3 separate regions of the Rattus norvegicus genome follow, and regions 2 and 3 are each linked to region 1. The links are chromatin contacts, called in public Hi-C maps. All regions are on one chromosome and are shown on one strand. The core of a region is the stretch at or near the end of the contact, and the rest is flanking DNA. Distances in the headings are between cores, read along the strand shown. Region 1 holds the start of Rpl22 (ribosomal protein L22). Region 2 holds the start of Nphp4 (nephrocystin 4). Region 3 holds the start of Acot7 (acyl-CoA thioesterase 7).

Region 1 (4,514 bases), core at 1,042-3,541:
TCGCTTGGAGCAGGAGTGACCTCTAGGGAACTGACTGCTTCCTTTTAGCCTAGACAGCCTCGGCTGCATCCCGAAATGCAGACAGATTACCTGGATTACCTGCTCTGCGTGCGGTGAGCCCTCCAGCCCCTTGCTGCCTCTCTTTTCTTGTTTTCTGCTTACAGATAGACTTGGACTTGCACGATCCCTTTATCTGTCTCCCTAAGAAGCCATGTCGATTACATTGTGTTTCTTTGTTGTCTTTCTTTGCTAGCACAGTGGACAGGCCAGTGTCTAGGCTCTTGGGACTCCTGGAGCTGAGGGCCTTTGCCCTAAATAAATCACACGTTGAACCTTCCTAAGCTAGGGGCTGAGTTCTCTTTCTCCCTAAGACAAACGGGGTCCTATATTTGTAGTAATCCTCCTGCCTCAGCCTCCCAAGTGTCTCCATTACAGACACAAGCCACTGTCCACGCCCAGCTTTTGTCGGTGGTTTGTTTTTTTTTTTTTAAACAGGATATTTAAGGGATTGTTTACTTTTTTTTCCCTCGAGGCTCTTAAGATGGCTCAGAGGTTAAAGATGTGGAGCCTGACACCCTCGAGTTCGCATCCCCAGGACTCTCACAGTGGGAGGGGAGAACACTAAAAAAATGGCCTCTACCTCTGCACAGGAGCTGGGTATGCTCCCCCCATCAAAAATGATAAACAAAATAGTTTTTAAAAAGTTTTTTTTTTTCAGGTCTAGTCAGATGGCTCTGCAGTAAGGGTACGTGCCATCCAACCTGAGGATGTGACTTCTTGGGAGGGAAGGGACTGACTCCTACAGGCACAATGTAGCATGTATGAACATGGTGCTGTGGTCTCAGATGTGTTGGGCTGAATTTATAACTATTCCGGAATATGTGCTATCCTCCAGTCACAGGCTTGACCGAGGCCGTAGCCCCTCTGAAAAGCTGAGACACTGTGAAGAGGGTAGGGTTATCTGGGGGCTCTGAGGGAGAAGGAAGATCTGATTCTGCAAGTACTGGAATAACTGAATATCAATGCTGCTTCTGGGATGTTCAACAGCCCCCGACAGAATGAAGCAAGAGTAACGCCAGCCCCCTTCTTTGGCTGCCAAAGCGGAAAGGTTTGTAGCGGAAAGGTTTGTATCATGCCTGTAATCTCAGAATTTGGAAGGATGAGGCAAGAGAATGTTGAGTCTAAGGCCAGCTTGGGGTAGATGGTGATTTCCAGGCCAGCCTGGGCTATGGAATGATGTGGAGTGAGGCTCTGTCTCAACCACACTAAACCAAAATGAAGGCTATCAAACCAAGCAGGAGAGAAAGCAGACAGGGACTTGAATCTGACCAACCAGCATGGTATGTTTCCTTCAAAGATTATAAGTCAAAGCTGGGCTTTTACGGGATCCAGGTAACAGAACTGGATGGTGTGGTCACAGTTCAGGATCCTAGAGGACATATAATTAATCCTCTAGGAACACAAGGGGTCATGTCACCTAGGGAGGAAAATCCTCACTATGCACATTTGACTGATGAGCATCAGTAAGGCACTCGACAGTGCTGAACCGGACCCTGCATTGACCAGATCCGGGTGGTCCTGGAAAGCCAGCGGAGGCTTTTTGGAACTGGGGAGCTAGAAGGAGCCAGCTTGAATTTAAGGGTTCAAACTGGAGCGTGCTCCTGGGGGCAGGAGGAAGGCTAGTCACATGGTTGGTATGATCTTCCAAGCTGGTTGTTTTCTATCGGATGAAGAAATATGGTAGTACAACTCCCCACCACCACCTTGGCTGGCCTGGATGGAACTCGCTGCTGTAGATACTGTAGCCCAGGCTGGTCTCTAACCAGATACGCTGGTCTTGAGGCGTCCTCCTGCCTCTGCCTCCTGAGTGGTGGGATTACAGGCTTGAGCCACCAGGCCTGACTGACACTGGGGATTCTAAATTTCTCTGTGGTCGAAAAGGGATTGCCCAAGTCTCCTTAAGATACTGTGTTCGATTCCTATCCGGCCAGCTGGTGATTTGTTTAGGGAACGTCCGTCATAATTCTTCAACACTTTCAAAAGTAGAGCTAACCCCTTTATTTCTCTTTGGGTTCGCCCAGTCTCCCTCAGTCGTTCGCAGTGGGACAGCCCAGCTGACTCCTCCCCTTCCCGACAGCCGACTTCGCGCTGGGAAAAGCAATAGCTGCCCGATCGTTCCTTAGGTGGCAGGGAAGGGCGATCGAGAGGCAGGGCTGATCGATTAAAGTTGCCTGGCTCCTTGCGTGCACCGTGCGCTGCGGGCTCTTCGCGCCTGCGTAGTGCGCCCCCCTCCCTTTCTGCCTCCTCTGCCGCCATGGCGCCTGTGGTTAGTATGGCTCCGCGTGCGACCGCGGCTCCGTGAGCGGCACGTGGGCCTGGTGGGCTGACTCGGGCTCAGGCTCGCGTGGGGCACTGCGCTTTGCAGCGTCAGGCCCTGGTGGCCTGGCAAGCGGGGCGGAGGAAGCCGGGTCCGCGGCCGGGTCCAGCACGTTGTGGGCGGAGGAGGCCGCGGCTCGACGCGGTGCGGGAGAGCCCGGAGAGCTCGAGGTGGCGGATCGGGCTCCTGCTAGCGGCCCGAGGGAGCTTAGAGGCTGCAGACTGGATATCGCCGGAGCCCGAGTCCAGTCCCGGACTCCGGGCAGCGGGCCCGATTAGTTGGGCGAGGGGCGGGGAAGACGGATGTGACCTGCCACCCCGGACGGCCGAGTGGAAATGGCCCTCCACCTGGTGGCCGGGCTTCAGGGACGAGCTTTGGGCTTGAGGAGTCTTCTAGCACCCCTCGAGGAAACTACTTTTATTAGGGTGCAGGTCCTTTCAGGCGTTGGGTGAAGAAGGCCCGATTCTATTCTCTGGGCTGAGTGAGACTGGGTTTTGCAGCACCTTCGTATCAGGCTGTTCTTGGAGATCGCTCTACTTGGACGAAGTGGTTTTAGGTGGTGCTTTGTCTTGTAGTTGGGACTCTTAAGGTGCATTTCCGATCGTCTTCATCTTTCTACCTTGGCTTTCCAATGCCTGTCCTTTTCTCGGGACTAGACTTTTTAGCAGTCAGTCATTTTGGTTGGTAGGGGGAAGACACATTGGGTAGAACAATTTTGTAATAACTGAAAGGTTGACTCAGTGCAAGTTGTGGACGGTCTCTTGAACATGAAGGGAAATAGTGTGGTTTGCATGAACTGCAAAACTTGAATAGCAGAAACCTAGGTGAGTTTTTAGAAGTTTCAGGGGTTTGTAGAGAGACGATTGACGGATGTTAACTTTGTAAAAGTCAACTGGACCCTCTTAGGTGTAGTTTTGGAAGTGCTAAATCACGAGTTAAGCCAATCCAGCTGAAAATCGTTGACCACACTCTTAACTTTGAAGCTGGCATAGAAAGCAGCTAGACTATTGTTTGATTCCCTCTGCCACTAACGAGAGGGTCTGGGATGTGGGGATTAAAAGCTAGGTCAATGAAGTGCTGTAGTCTGAGGCCTAGGATAGATTTCACACTAAAGTTGAGTGCGCAAAGCACTTGTGAGAAAAATAAAAGTGGTGTTTCTTGGGGGTTGGGGGAAGAAACGCTCCTTATTTTGGTTCATGTGCTGGCGGACCTTAGTGCTTGTAAAGACGGGGTGTCTGGAGAGGTTGATCGGGACAAGTGTGCCAGTGATCCCCCTTTCCTGAGCACCCCGAAGGGAACCCATCTCAGCCTCTTTGGGTTTGTATTTGTAAGAACTTCTTGCCTCTGACGTGATTGGGTTTTTAAAGTGCGTGTGTGAGTGTGTGTGTATATGTATACATGCATACATACGTGTGTGTGTGTGTGTGTGTGTATGTGGGGGGGACTGCCTGAGGCTTCATCTGTTTTTTGTATACTCCTAGAAAAAGCTTGTGGCGAAGGGGGGCAAAAAAAAGAAGCAGGTTTTGAAGTTCACCCTTGACTGCACTCACCCTGTAGAAGATGGAATCATGGATGCTGCCAATTTTGTAAGTGACATTCTGCTGCTCTGCAGTGGGGATCCTGTCGGGGTACAGCTTGTTGGGCACTCCCACTTTCTCACTTAACCAGAGCCAGGGTGAATGAGGTATTTGTTGCTGAGTCCCTTGAGATAGAAGTGCAGTGACCCATTGCACTCACTTCCTTTAGTCTCTATGGGCAGCCATGTGATGGCAGGAGCTCGCCACAGTACTGACTCCCGAGTGTGTTTGCCTTAATCTGCATATTTGGGGCATGGGGGGGGGGGTTTAAAGATTTTTATCTTTAAAAATTTGTGTGTGTATGTATGTTTGTTAGCTGCATGTATGTGTCCAATGTGTGTGTACAGTGCCCATGGAGGGCTAGGGCGTTGGTTGAATCCTCTGGAACTGGAGTTACATGTGATTGTGAATGAGAACCCTGTTGGTGCTGAGAACCGAACCCTGTTCTCTAAAAGAACATGTTCTCACCACTGACCCATCTCTAGCCCTGTCCTGACCTTTCCCCCCTTTATTTGACCCTAATCCCCAGTGTCCTGTGTTTCCCTTAATTAAAATCACTA
Region 2 (4,514 bases), core at 787-3,286, 150 kb after region 1:
ACCGCAAAGAAAGAAGAAACCCTGAGGCGACAGATAGTGGGACAGCTGCGGACTGAACTTGGTGTTCCTGTCTTCGATGTAGATGTATTAATTTCCATAAATGCTAATCGTCCATCTCTCCAAGAGCTATTACTTAATGTCATCTTCCCTTGGATGTGGTTCAACACAAGTGGAATGGAGCAAGAGGCACCCCCACAAACTGGTGGGTCCCTGGCTCCCGCCCCTCTACCAACCAGGTGGCTCAAGTAGTCTGGTTTCTGATGTAACCCTCACGCCTTCGGCAGGCATCCAGACCACCTGCCTTTAAAGACAGGTCTCTTTCACACCAGTAAGCAAAGAAAGTTAGCAACTCCAAAAAAACGCTGAATCACACAGTGAGAGTGAACAGTAAGTGGGGGATGGGTGAGGAGGGAGATGGAAGCCCGTTGGCAGGCAGCAAGGGGTGCTGGAAGCCTTCCTACTTGGAGCGCCCCAGGGTGCCCCAGGCATGCTGCAGGAGACCCCAGGACAAATGCCAGGAGAAGCAAGCAGGGTACGTCAGACGGGAGGGAGGGCAGGTGGGCAGGTACACCTTGCTGCTGCAGATACTGCAGCAGGCAGCAGTGCAGCAGTGGAGTGCTCCGCATCCTGCAGCAGAAGCAGTGGCAGTAGCTGCAGCAGCAGGTAGGGAAGTGGGGAAGTGCTTAGTGCCAGGGTCTGGGCACAGGGGGGAGAAGCTGAGGGTGAGGGTAGAGGTCTAGAGGCAGGGGTAGGGGGAACAAGGTATAGCTGCAACGCGTGTCAAGGTGCCGGGGAGCGCCGCAGAATAGAGACTGCGGTGCAATAGTGGTGGTGGGCATGAAAGGGGGTGGGAGCAGAATGGGTGGGAAGCTGGGTCAAGGCGAGAGGGACACACGGCAGGTAGCAAGGACGAAGGATGCGTCTGTAGGAGCAACAAGGAGGGAGATGAGAGAAGACAGCTACTAGGGGAGCACAGAGGCCGAGAGAGGATGGGGAAGCAGGGAGGCAAGGGCGAGGCGAGGATGCAGGGTTAGAAGGGGTAGAGACAGGGATTGAAGTTTGGGGCAGGGGTCCGGGTTGTCGGCCGAAAGGTGGGGCAGGATGACAGGGAAGCAGAGAGGGTAGGTTGGGGGCAGGGAGACTGTGGAGAAGGCGATGAGGAGGCTGGAGAGGAGGTGAGAACGGAGGCGGGGGCAGGGATGCGGGGCCAGGGAAGAGGAGATGGAAGGGGACCGCGGTGGCCGCGACAGCGCAGCCTCGCAGGTGCCCGCCGGGGTCTCCCGGCTGCACTCACCTGGGGGCCTCCAGCTCCGGATCCCACGCCCCGTTCCGGATCTTCCTTCCCGCCCTGCCCTTGCGACTTCAGCACCCCCGAATCCCGCTTGCTCCGGCAGGTTCCGCCCGCAGCATCTTTACCTCGTGGGACGCCCGCGGCCACGCCCCTAGCATCCTATTATTGGCTATGATTCACGCCAGTCACAGTCTCATTGGCAGTGGCCTTCGGAGTCCATGCAAATCCTGCAGCTCCCGCCGATGCGTCGATTGGTCCGCGCGCGTAGAGTCAGAATCATTGAACTCTGGCTCTCATTGGCCGCGCTACCTTGACGTAAAAGTGACGCGGGGCGGGTTCTGTGCTGAGTGAGCGGTATCCCTCAGGTCGGGACTCCTCGCGTGGGTGGCGGCGGATTGGGCGACCCCCTGGACCAGCACTGGATCCACGAGACCTCGGGTTCCGCTGGGCACCGGCAGCCCGATCGCTGGATCCACGGTGCGGGACCTGTTCCGTAGCGTGGATCTCGTGCCCGTCTCCTAGGTAACGCGCCAGCGGTGGACTGAACCAAGTACGGGGGAAGTCAGCGTGTGTTGGGGGCGCGGGTGGCAGCAGAGCCTCGAAGAGGCTTCAGGGTCCGGGGTGGGGCTGCATATGTTATCTCACGGACGATCTGGTGTTTGCAAGGCACCGCACGGGGCACAGGGCCTGACCTGGCTCGCATGGGTTGCGTCCTCTCCCCCTCGTATCATCATTGGTGCATTCCGGTTGCCAGCTGAAGTTCGGCTGCTGGGATTCCTTCGGTTAGTCTACTGACCCTGTGTGCGCAGCCGTCCGGGGCTGAAACCGATGCTGTGAGCTCGCCAGAGCCTTGAAGATGCTCACAGTCTGGTGTACGCGCCTCTATCCCAGCCCTAGGCCGTGCAGCTCTCTTAGGCCCCTGCGGCCCTCGATGCACTGTGAGGCCCTTGGCCCAGTCCAAGTCCAGCCCTCGGGGCGCAGGGCTGACCTCCTCCTCCACTGCTCGGAATTGCAACCCACACTGCTGTCCGGGTTCCCAGTATGTCTCGTCCTGCCTTAGTCAGGGGAGATGCTCTCGCGGCTCACGTGGAAGTTTGCACTGAAAGTGGGCTTTGCGAGTTTAGGGTTTGGGCAAGCTCTCTCTGTTCCCACCCTGGTCTCATTGGCAGCTCAGCCATACAGTTCCCACGCACCATAATTCTGCCTTGTGTCCCAAATTGCCCTAGCACTGTTTCGTTCTAGTGTTTGTATCTACTTTGGCAAAGACCATGTCTTTAGTTCCATAGCAGAGGGTGAGTGAGGTCATTCTAGGCATCCTTTAATCAGACTTACAGGTCAACGCTCCATCACTAACTCTGCCCCCAGATGGGGTAAATCTCAGGTCTTCATTTCTAGGGACATGGCTTCCCTAAGATTGGCACCACTCTTTCTGGAACATCAGCCTCTCTGGGGCATCTGACGGTCCTTCAGTGTCGGTTGTGTCCCGTTGCTTCCCCCCACAGTCCCCACCTCAAATGAGTCTTGGTCATGAACAATACCATGCAGTGCACCCCTCCGCCTCCCCCTTCCCCCCCCCCCTCACTACAATTTAATGATGTTGTTGGAGACAACATTTCCCTCTGGAATACATCTGGTGTTGGCAAACGTTTATTAAGTAGACCTGCAGAAATGAAGACCCCAAGACTCCATCAAGGCTGTAGCCCTGTCGATTGGAAGCAGGCAGAAAGCAGGCTCTACACTGAAGTGGAGGAGACAGAACTGGCCCTGTCCTTAGGTGTCTCCAGCAGGGCTCTTACTGCCCTCTTCTGGACATCTTGTCTCCTTTGACTTCTCCTGGCTTCCTGAGTGGCCAGAGGATGGTGGCATGGGTGTGGGCTAGTCAGTATTAGCTGTGAACATCTCACCACCCGTAGGGCGGGCTGTGCTGACACTGCCTTCCACTTGTTGGAACAGAACACCTTGAACGTTTTACCAGACTGGGCTCGGGCTTCAGCAGACACTGGCTCACTTTCTTCCTGTTCACTGTAGGGAGCCTATGGTACCCCTTTCCTGGATTCGAAGCATGGAGTCTGTCCCGTTTTCTTTCTAATGTTTATTCTTCCCGGTGGCCCTGTGATTCTGTTATGGGAGTTTGCAAGGTATGACCCTGTCTCTGGAAACCCCAGTGTGTAGTCATTGTCACCTGAAGTGACTCTCATTGGTCGGAGAGTGTCAAAAATGGCTCTGCAGGCCATGGCCTTCTCCCCATTCCTCTGCCTTGCTAAAAACTATTAGTTTACCTTCCTAAAGCTAGCCCCAAGGTCTATTCTATTACTTGGCAGCTTCCTCCTGAGTCTGACCACCAAAGGTCCAGCTTTCAAAGTATTTGAAGTTCAGCCATTAAAAGCCCTCTTTGGCTCATCTATTTAACATGCCTAATTAAAATTAAACCCCTCATCCTACCACAGAGTTTCCCACTTTTCCTTTATAAACCACCATTTGCCTATGAACCATGTCTGTCTTCTCTCTATCCAGAGACAGTCCTTTGTCCCTGGGGACAAATAAGCCTCCTCCCTCTCCCTTGTTCCCTTCCCCTTCTCCCTCATCCTCCCATCTCCTTCTTTGCGTCTTCTTCCCTGCTCCCTGTTCCTTTCGGGCACACAGATATCCCTTGTGCTGAGAGCATGGTCCTGGGCATCCTGAGCCATAGTGGTCTCTTACGCCATCTGTCCTCAGCAAACCACTTAAAGAGACAGATAATCGTGAAACATGGAGAAAGGTTTATTCAGTGTGGCCACACTGGGAGGAGGAACACATAAACAGTCCGTCTTAGGAGTACTAACATGACCCTCAGGCATAAAACAGGTCAGAGGAGATATAGAACTAAGCAGTCCTGGTCAGGACATGGCCCAGTCCATCCCGACCCATCCTTGTCTCTGTGCCTAGGCACTGTGTCTAGTCTTCTTCCAGAGGTAAGTTCCTCTCCTGTCTGTCACCAAGGCTTCAACTCCCCCCCCACCCCCCAGCCTGGAATTCCTGGGGGGAAATCTTACTTCTTTAGAGTTACAAAATATCTCTTTAGACTATTTTCCCTGCCAGAGTGCTCATATTTCTTTCAGTTACTGACAGATTCCCTAATGCTGACTCAGGAAGTTCAGAGTCTCCCACCGTGTATTAACTGTTTCTATTGAGGGCAGGGAGGGGGAGGGGGTTCCCTTGGATCCCCAGGATGAACCTGACAGGC
Region 3 (4,514 bases), core at 925-3,424, 150 kb before region 1:
GGAAAGGGTTTATTCAGCTTACACTTCCACATTGCTGTTCATCACCAAAGGAAGTCAGGACAGGAACTCGAGCAGGTCAGGAAGCAGGAGCTGATGCAGAGGCCATGGGGGGATGTTACTTACTGTCTTGCTTCCCCTGGCTTGCTCAGCTTGCTTTCTTATAGAACCCAGGACCACCAGCCCAGGGATGGCACCACCCACAATGGGTCCTACCCCCTTGATCACTGATTGAGAAAATGCCTTACAGCTGGGTCTCAGGGAGGCATTTCCTCAAGGGAGGCTCCTTTCTCTGTGATTAACTCCAGCTCATGTCAAGTTGACACACAAAACCAGCCAGTACACTGGACAAATAAACCCTAGAAAAACCGTGGACCACCACCTCTGACTTCTCTCAGACCTCTTTCCAGTCTGTTCTTCCCAGACAACCCTAGTTCTAATATCTTTTATAAGTGGCATTGTACACTATGCTATTTTGCATGTCACAACATCCTAATAGCATTTCTAAAAAATTTTTTTGGGATGCACCATGTGTGTGCAGGAGACCAAAAAGGTAAGAGGCATCGGATCCCTTGGCTCTAGACTTATAGACGGTTGTGAATCACCCTGTGAGTGCTGGGAATGTCGTGTAGGTCCTCTACACAAACAGCAGGTACTGAAGAGCAATCTTCGCAGCCAGGAAGCCTTTCTTTTGTATTATCCTGTGCAGTATTCTATTGTAATATCCTGGCCCTGGATGTTCATGAGGTCACTTATGTTTGGCAGCTCTTTTCAGACCGTTAGTAAATAGGAAAAGCTCTTTGCTTAGCCGCAGCTTCCTCCTAGATCTAGACCTTGTAAGGCTGTGGTTCTCCACCTTCCTAACGCTGTGACCCTTTAGTACAGTTCCTCATGTTGTGGTGATCCCCCTAGCCATAGAATTATTTTCGTTGCTGCTTCATAACCATATCTTTGCTACTGTTATGAATCATAATGTAAGTATCCGTGTTTTCCTATATGGTCTTAGGTGGTTTGAGCCCCGATTCGACCCACAGACTGAGAACTGCTGCTGTAAGGGGAGATGGTGATATTTAAACAGGTCATAAACTCTGGAGGGCTTGCTTAATTCGTATTGAAATGCTAAGAGAACACAGGGTGGAAGCCACTAACACTCTGCTCCCGGTTCTAAAAACTGAATTCTTTGAATAATAATTGTGAGGTCTCAGGGGAGGCTGGTGTGTGTAGCATGTGCCCACCAGGCAAGGCCTGTGTACCAAGCTTCATCTCCTGCTGGAAAACTGGTGTTGCAGGGGTGATAGCTTTAGGCTTTAGAGTAAATGGACCCAAGTTCTGTTAATAGATGGGGTTACCTTTCTTGGGTACCGCATGGAGGGGCAGAGGCTCTCTGCAATACAGTAGATACAGGGTGACAACATTTCTCTTCTTTGGTGGCTTCTGTGGCCTGAAACTTGGACTTGATTTAAAGGCAAAGCAGAAACCAGCAGCAGCTCCTGGGCAGCAGGTGCACCCAGCTTGTACTTGGGGCTCTCCGGGTGTCTTTCTGGAGATCAGTGAGGCAGTGAGGCAGTGAGGCAGTGAGGGGGATTATGAGGCCAATAGGGGTCAGAGGTCGACCGGGCTCCCCGTCTGCAGCCATCCGGGTAAAGGGTTGACACTCGGCACCACGCGCTGTAGGCCCGGGTGAAGTCAAGGCCGGGCGCAGGGGTCGGTACGCGGCTCTCGGCGCCGTGCCCGTCCCGGTCCGGCCTCCCCGCGGTGACCTCATCGGGTGGCCGGCCCCGGTCGGTAGCGAATCGCCACGCCGGCGCACGGGAACGCCCCGTAGACTCCCGGCTGCCACCGAAGCCACGCACGCACACGCCCCGGGGACGCTCCACGACCGGGCCTCCGGCCTGCGTGGTGTCCGCCGCAGGCCGCTCGCCTGCTCCGCGCTGGCGCGTGCGCTGCGCTGCGCGCGCCACCCAACTGCCACCGAACCTTCTGGAAGCGGAGTCCCACAGCCGCCCCCGCCGCCGACAGAACTCGCCGCCTCCGCGAGCGCCTGCGGCCGTGGAGGCCTCTGGGCATGGGGGCGGGGCGGGGCCCGCGCGAGGGCGGGGCCCCCAAGGGGCGGCCGCCTGTGATTCGCCTCCTCTGCGCAGGCCCCGCCTCTCTGGCGACACGGCCCCGCCTCTTCCCTCCTCTTTTATGGCGCCTCCCAGGCTCATTCATTCGGCGCCGGGCCTGCTGGACACCTGTTCTCAGATCCCGCCGCCGCCGTCGCCGCCGCCGCCCGCCGTCGCAGCCAAGATGTCCGGTCCCACCACCGACACGCCGGCCGCCATCCAGATCTGCCGGTAAGACGGAGGCTTGCGGGCCAAGCCGACCCTTCCCCGCTCGCTCGCGCCTGAGCCCGCTGAGGCGATGCTATAGGCTCACAAGGATGCTGCCTTCATCCGGAGCGGCCCTGCCCGGCTCCACGCTCCCGGGGTCCAGGCCCTGGAACCCACCCTGGACCCCTCCACTGGACTCAGGCCCAGGATTCTCTCCCAGGACCCCTCCCTGGATTCCTCTCCTGGATCCCACCCTGGACAACACCCCCATTCCCCGTGCCCTCCTCCGGGATGCTCCCCGCCATGCTGCAGATCCGGGCCGCCTTGCGGGCTCCTCCCACCGGCCTCTGGCTGCATCCCAAGGGCGGCGGCCGCAGTTCTGAGGACTCTTGATGTAGGAATCCGGGCAAGGGACCCTGGCACTGGGCAACTGGCAGAGGGATCTGTCCTCCGTTCTCTTGTGCGTCCTACAGGGCTTGCCCCACCCCGGGCTCCGCGCCTTGTAGTCCGAGCCCAAACCTCCTGCGGGATTCGGAAAGGATAACTTAGGCTCTAGAGGGTGGTGGGGAACATGCCCAGTGCATTGGGAGCACACATGGGTGCGAGCCTCTGTGAGAGCAGGCCCCAGACCCAGTGTTCCTTTAGAGCCCCGCCTCGGTTGTGAGGAGAGCAGGTGTTAGAAGGAAGAACTCATCCATTCAAACCGTTTATTGACTCAGAAAGGGAGTGAGTGGGTCATCTCACACAATGGGGGTGAAGGTTGTTCTCGTCTAAGCATCCTCCCCAGTCTTGTTCCATTGGGGGTGCTGCTTAGATGTGGGTCCCCAGAGGAAGCCGGTGCTGATGAGCAAGCTCACTTCCCCAAGAAGGCGGGGAGGGCAGCCTCAAGGTTACCCTGCGGTTTCATGCACAGTACTTCTGTGCAGATCAGTAAGGGGCAGGTGGGGGTGGGGGATCGTGCCTGCAGGTTGTCTATTCTGCCTGACACACTGACAGGAGTGAGATTTTTTTGAGAGCGGGTATCACATTGGGACAGGTCGAGCAAACCCACAGTTTGGAGGCTGGGCAGCACTCTGACCTTGCGTCTAAGCCTCAAGCAGGCAGAGGCAGGCTCCTGTCTTGTGGGTGCTGCTGCTGGATAACTGGAGCTCTTTGCTGTCAACCTCACCTTCTGGCCCTACAGAGGCCATTCGCTGACTTCAAGGTCAGTTCTGACTCCCTAGAGAGGGGTGTTTGTCTAAGGGAGTCCTGCTCCCTTTGCTTCCTTATTGGCTGCCCAGGCCATTCAACTTGGGCTCTGGGGACAGGGTGTATGTTCCTGATAATGTGGACAACACAGGGTCTTTGTTTGACACATGCTGTGTATTGGTGTCGGGGGTCTTGGGCCTCACCTTCTGGGAGGATGACTGGCAGAGACCTTCCTCCTGCTTTGTGGAGGAGGGATTTGAGAAACTCAATAAAACCACGGAGCCCCAGGAGATTCAGAGTTAGCTCCTGCTTAGGTCTGGTTATACTGATTAAATCACCTGGGCTCTTACTTAACCTCATCAATATGGTTGGTGGCCAACCATCTTTCCCATAGCCTCTAACAACTAATGGGTATTTATGTCGCTTCGGATACTCTAATGTGCTCACAAATGCCCTGTGTGTGGCTTTTCTTATTGTGCTCTACAGGGCTGCCTCTAGCTGTCAGAGTCACAACTGCTTATTTTCCCTAAGTGACAGAGGGTGCATGGCCAGGGGTCCTGGCCCAGACGTCTCAGGGCAAAGCATGACTGCCAAGGGAGGTGGAGCGGTGCAGTAGACTGTGGTCACATGAGTTTGACCAGTGCAGAGTGGACCTAGCTGGATGGGGAGCCCTTTAAGGACATTTGAGCCAGCACCATGAAAGGCAAGACTCCTGACCTGGTGCATCTAAGCCATGAATTTAATAGGACTTCACAGGACACCTCCAAAGAGGCCAGCCCCGGAAGGGCATTGAACAGTGGAAAGTTTAGTCCTTATCTTAAGAGAGAGACAGTGTCATGCGCCTGTCACCCCAGACTGTTAGTGAGATCATCTGCTTTCAGTTCTGAAGCTTGAAGGAGCTTTAAAGATAGGTGTGAGGCGGGAGATGGCTCAGGGGCTAAAGTGCTTGCTGCTGTGAGGACCCGAGTCAGACCTGTGTAAAGTGAGACAGGTTAGTGAGGGCCTGTGACTCCAGTG

Evidence for each region. A called contact is a pair of places that touch in the nucleus more often than the background predicts.
Region 2: a Hi-C map of liver shows a contact between it and region 1, with 2.0 times the contacts expected there. The contact joins the promoter of Nphp4 here to the promoter of Rpl22 in region 1. A contact is called at or near these places in 4 of 12 Hi-C or Micro-C datasets (the A7r5 cell line, kidney, liver and 1 more) and 1 of 1 datasets of contacts at active chromatin or transcription factors (oligodendrocytes).
Region 3: a Hi-C map of the Rat2 cell line shows a contact between it and region 1, with 2.1 times the contacts expected there. The contact joins the promoter of Acot7 here to the promoter of Rpl22 in region 1.

What each region holds. Positions count from the first base shown.
Region 1 is chr5:168,115,670-168,120,183 of GRCr8, forward strand. It overlaps Rpl22 (ribosomal protein L22), which reads left to right and starts at 2,292. Exons shown (of 4, transcript NM_031104.2): 1 at 2,292-2,326; 2 at 3,859-3,963. The coding sequence starts at 2,315.
Region 2 is chr5:168,269,037-168,273,550 of GRCr8, forward strand. It overlaps Nphp4 (nephrocystin 4), which reads left to right and starts at 2,037. Exons shown (of 30, transcript NM_001037650.2): 1 at 2,037-2,330. Kcnab2 (potassium voltage-gated channel subfamily A regulatory beta subunit 2) reads right to left here and starts at 1,724. Exons shown (of 16, transcript NM_017304.2): 1 at 1,295-1,724.
Region 3 is chr5:167,967,228-167,971,741 of GRCr8, forward strand. Acot7 (acyl-CoA thioesterase 7) reads left to right here and starts at 2,175. Exons shown (of 9, transcript NM_013214.4): 1 at 2,175-2,333. The coding sequence starts at 2,185. It overlaps LOC134487047 (a long non-coding RNA gene), which reads right to left and starts at 1,484. Exons shown (of 2, transcript XR_010066768.1): 1 at 1,347-1,484; 2 at 1-90.